Regions from separate parts of the Zea mays genome. Here region 1 is linked to region 2. Evidence: chromatin contacts called from public Hi-C data. All regions are on one chromosome and are shown on one strand. Each heading gives the region's core, a stretch centred on a gene start, on an enhancer-like site or on the middle of the called end of the contact. The rest is flanking DNA. Distances are from core to core; before and after follow the strand shown.

What was found. A called contact is a pair of places that touch in the nucleus more often than the background predicts.
Region 1: a contact with region 2 is called in a Hi-C map of leaf, with 2.8 times the contacts expected there. The contact joins the promoter of LOC542117 here to the enhancer-like site in region 2. A contact is called at or near these places in 4 of 25 Hi-C or Micro-C datasets (all in leaf) and 1 of 3 datasets of contacts at active chromatin or transcription factors (leaf).

Annotation. Positions count from the first base shown.
Region 1 is chr4:4,105,735-4,108,434 of Zm-B73-REFERENCE-NAM-5.0, forward strand. LOC542117 (benzoxazinless 1) reads left to right here and starts at 1,270. Exons shown (of 6, transcript NM_001111749.1): 1 at 1,270-1,575; 2 at 1,693-2,002; 3 at 2,097-2,173; 4 at 2,253-2,330; 5 at 2,462-2,599; 6 at 2,697-2,700. The coding sequence starts at 1,270.
Region 2 is chr4:3,879,655-3,882,354 of Zm-B73-REFERENCE-NAM-5.0, forward strand. No RefSeq gene overlaps it. Among protein-coding and RNA genes, the nearest start is that of LOC100382554, 11 kb to the right of the region's middle. Within about 2 kb of position 1,252, at least 18 of the 20 cell types and tissues checked have an H3K27ac peak or open chromatin away from gene starts, as enhancers often do. A contact at or near this core is called in leaf, where this site is marked.

The DNA of each region.
Region 1 (2,700 bases), core at 20-2,519, 230 kb after region 2:
GAACTTCTTATATTTCCCTTCGACATTTATATTCCATCCTTTCAACATTTTTTTGTTCAATCTTTTTTGTTTTTTTCCTTTCCAAACATCGATACATTTCCTGCTCCTCACAGGTAAGGACGAGCTTTCAAAAAACCTTCTGCTTTAAAGTCAGGTCTGAGCCTCCAGCAAAGCTCACATATCTAAAGTCCCTCTTCTTAGTTGGGACAGAGTCAGTGCTAAGACACATGGGAACATGACCAGAAAAAAAAAATCATATTTAGCCCAGAGACAACAATATTCTTGTACTGCAAGTCTCGTTATGGGCTAGCAAAGGAATCTACCCAACTTCTCAAATGTGTTGGGATGTCAAGTATATAGACTATTCATCAGTTCCAACTCTATCAAACTGTGCAGCTCAATTATAGAGTTGAATAAAGTGCTCCATCTATTTGTTCTTATCCTCATATTTGGTTAAGATATTAAAATCACCTCCCACCAACATTTAAAGTGCACCATTTAAAGTGGCTCGCGAGCACCAAACCGCTGAAAACCGGAAATGTTTAGCACGTTGGCAGCGGGACCCTTTTCTATCTCATCGTGTTCTTCGTTGTCCACCACGGCCCACGGGCCAACGCTCCTCCATCCTGTAGTGTAGAGTATATTCCATTTGCGACCGAGCCGAGCATCGATCCAGCCACACTGGCCACTGCCAGCCAGCCATGTGGCACTCCTACGTATACTACGTGAGGTGAGATTCACTCACATGGGATGGGACCGAGATATTTTACTGCTGTGGTTGTGTGAGAGATAATAAAGCATTTATGACGATTGCTGAACAGCACACACCATGCGTCCAGATAGAGAAAGCTTTCTCTCTTTATTCGCATGCATGTTTCATTATCTTTTATCATATATATATAACACATATTAAATGATTCTTCGTTCCAATTTATAATTCATTTGACTTTTTTATCCACCGATGCTCGTTTTATTAAAAAAATATTATAATTATTGTTACTTTTTGTTGTAATATTGTTTAGCATATAATAAACTTTGATACTAGTATGTTTCCGAGCAAAAAAAAATATTAATATTTAGATTACGAGCCCATTAATTAATTATATTCGAGACAAGCGAAGCAAAGCAAAGCAAGCTAATGTTGCCCCTGCTGTGCATGCAGAGGCCCGCTCTTGCTATAAACGAGGCAGCTAGACGCGACTCGACTCATCAGCCTCATCAACCTCGACGAAGGAGGAACGAACGGACAGGTTGTTGCACAGAAGCGACATGGCTTTCGCGCCCAAAACGTCCTCCTCCTCCTCGCTCTCCTCGGCGTTGCAGGCAGCTCAGTCGCCGCCGCTGCTCCTGAGGCGGATGTCGTCGACCGCAACACCGAGACGGAGGTACGACGCGGCCGTCGTCGTCACTACCACCACCACTGCTAGAGCTGCTGCGGCTGCTGTCACGGTTCCCGCCGCCCCGCCGCAGGCGCCGGCGCCGGCGCCGGTGCCGCCAAAGCAAGCGGCGGCACCCGCCGAGAGGAGGAGCCGTCCGGTGTCGGACACCATGGCGGCGCTCATGGCCAAGGGCAAGGTTCGTCGTCGTTATTTTGCGCATAGGCGCGGACACACACACGTGCTTTAGCCTTTAGCTAGCTAACACCCAGATCATCGTCGGTGCGTGTGTGGATCCCGTCCCGGCTGCATGCAGACGGCGTTCATCCCGTACATCACCGCGGGCGACCCCGACCTAGCGACGACGGCCGAGGCGCTGCGGCTGCTGGACGGCTGTGGCGCCGACGTCATCGAGCTGGGCGTGCCCTGCTCGGACCCCTACATCGACGGGCCCATCATCCAGGCGTCGGTGGCGCGGGCTCTGGCCAGCGGCACCACCATGGACGCCGTGCTGGAGATGCTCAGGGAGGTGACGCCGGAGCTGTCGTGCCCCGTGGTGCTCCTCTCCTACTACAAGCCCATCATGTCTCGCAGCTTGGCCGAGATGAAAGAGGCGGGGGTCCACGGTAAACTATAGCTAGCTCTTCCGATCCCCCTTCAATTAATTAATTTATAGTAGTCCATTCATGTGATGATTTTTGTTTTTTTTTTTACTGACAGGTCTTATAGTGCCTGATCTCCCGTACGTGGCCGCGCACTCGCTGTGGAGTGAAGCCAAGAACAACAACCTGGAGCTGGTAGGTTGAATTAAGTTGATGCATGTGATGATTTATGTAGCTAGATCGAGCTAGCTATATATAATAGGAGCATATGCAGGTGCTGCTGACAACACCAGCCATACCAGAAGACAGGATGAAGGAGATCACCAAGGCTTCAGAAGGCTTCGTCTACCTGGTAGTTATATGTATATATAGATGGAGGACGTACTCATTATTCCAGCCCCATGCATACATGGAGGCTTCTGCACAGACGACGACGACGACGACAACACGATGACTAACACTAGCTAGGGCGTAACGTTGCAGGTGAGCGTGAACGGAGTGACAGGTCCTCGCGCAAACGTGAACCCGCGAGTGGAGTCACTCATCCAGGAGGTTAAGAAGGTGACTAACAAGCCCGTTGCTGTTGGCTTCGGCATATCCAAGCCAGAGCACGTGAAGCAGGTACGTAGCTGACCAAAAAAAAACTGTTAACAAGTTTTGTTTGACAAGCCGGCTACTAGCTAGCTAACAGTGATCAGTGACACACACACACACACAGATTG
Region 2 (2,700 bases), core at 2-2,501:
TTCGGTTGCATCATTTTAATTGGTACGGTTGGTCTATGAAATAGTGAAGTACAATTCTTCATGTCACTCTCTCGATGGTGTGGAAGCTTTGGAAAGAGCGTTATGAAACTTTCGCTGAGAATAGCCTAGTTTAGAATATGACTGGGCGTTGTTTAGTTTAATGGTATAATAGGGAACACACATAAAATCTGTGAGTAATTATAAACCATATTAACGTACGTACGTATGCATGACGTAGAGGTAGACGTTTCGAAATCCAAAACGAACTCGTGCAATAACTTTAATTGTTCTATATAAGGGCTTATTTGTTTAGATATGATTCTATGTAGATTAAATGGTATTGATCAGATTTAAATTTATAACAAGTTAAAATATATCTTAATCACACCTAATCCACGTGGAAATAAAAATATCTGAACAATCTTTTGTCCCACAAAGATTCGTATCTACGACGTGACCGCCTGCTGCCCCGGTGAATGGCTGGGTCCCCTAGCTAGCCTCGAGGAGGATGGGACATGAGCTGCTAGATGCACCAGCCACACATGAGGGATTGGCTATATACACTAGCTACTATACTAGGGGCATGTCCAGAAAGTAATGAACGTGACCCGTAATGCCAGTGCGTCATGAAAAAGACAACACTGATCGATCCATCTTTGTCTGTATGGTCGTATATGATCACCAATTATGGAGTATGCTATATGTCCTTTTGTGATCATTCAAATATGACCTGACCTCACCACCACCTAGCTTTCATTTTACAGTCGACAAAAGCAAATAAATAGTAACGACTGTGGATTAGAATAATTGAAGATGATGATCATTGCATTGCCGCCACTGTGCACTAAGATCTACTACTACGACGACGACGACGATGATTGACATGTGACGTTGCAGCAAAGGGGTTATATATAGATTCCACGAAATTATATAACTCTGTATAAGTTGACACCTTTTTATTATTCAAAATCATCTATCTCTAAAAAAGGATTATATTTTCTTTTTTCTCACATCTAAAAATTCGATCTTTTTTTAAACGACATCAAATAAAAGAAAAAACTGGCCAAACCAAAGTTATATATCTCAAAAGTCTATACAGCTCTGTAATTGACAATTAAGTTTTGTATTTAAATTTGGTACCCCCGTGAAAATCGTTTATATATTTGTGGAGACAAGACAAACGTGCAGTGTTGGGGTGGAGCTGGCCCAACTGCCCTAGAAAGCTACTCAAGCTAAGGAGGCATGTAGTGTGTGCGGTAGTGAAGCGTCATCCAAATACAGTGCACAAAGATCTACTAGATCTATAGCAGCAGCATGGTGTTGTGACCACACTTCACTATTACCGGAGAGCTGAGACCGGCCGTACGTCATCTCCTGCTTCTTGTTTGCATAATTGCATTGGTGCGGTAATTTACAACTTCAAACCTTGAGCAAATTATATATATACTACGACAATTAATACCCACGTAAACTATCCACCAAAAAAATCATAAGATTTTTTATTGATCATCTATGCTCTCCGTATAATATTTTTTGATTTGGCTAACTGATATTATTGTTTACTACATCCAATATATCTTGGTACAACACGACCAATGAAGTGGGCGATTAAAAGAGAGTTCACAACGACTGACTGAACGAAACATAGATTATAGAATGACATAATTTCACCGTACAAAGACCAAATAAAAGAAAGTTTCTGAGCTCAAGTTTCTAAAATAAGTCACATGAACTCAAACTTATAAAAAGATAGATCAAAATATGAAGTGGTTGCTAAAGTCGGGCATCAATAAAAATTGGATGCGCTCTATATAAATTATGCTACTTTGTAGCAATTACTAACGTTTAAAACCAACAAACAACCTTTCATTTTACTGTTGGTATGACAAATCATTGTGTCTCCATCCAATTCAGGAACCTCAAACACCATAGAGTTCATTGCACCAATGTGGTATCAGAAACGATATAATGCTTGCAAAAGCCAAGAACGTCGTGTCGTGTTTGGGCTGTAGCCTCAGCCCGTAGTATTGGCCCGGCCCGGACCGACACGATTATATTTTTTATCTTATAAAAAACGTATATACATGTATATACAATTTATATTCAATATTAAAAACACCTAAGCATGATGTTCTACTGTTTAGATAGTTTCATCGGTGTCTCCCGCCCTTCTACCATCAGGCCATGGGTTCGAATCTCACATCCTGCACCGTGACAAACGTGACAAGAAATCAAACGGTTTGATAAAAAACCATGTCACGAGTAAAATGTGGCATGAAAAAGGTTATGGTCACGACCAAACCATCCCGGCCGGCCGGGATCACGTGGGAGTGCAGACGACGCCGTATTCTTTGCCACACATGCAGATCACGATTCACGGGATCCTAGAAGATAGATGCGCGCTGGGCCCATTTATAAAAATACGACAAAATATGCCCATCTTGTGGATTGTATAGTTCTCATCATCTCCACGCTGCTGGTAAATCAATCAGGGCACGATGTAATTTTCAGAGGGTGATTGCGTTTTTTCTTTTCTTTTGCAGGCAGGCAGGCACGTTGATCATCTTTATCGAATATGGTCTCTAGCTATTAGAAATATAGTACTATAAATGTTGTTTACCGACATTGTAATTTTTAGACTGACTCTAAATACATCGACCGTCTTAAAAAATCATCGGACATTTAGAGGTCATTTGATTC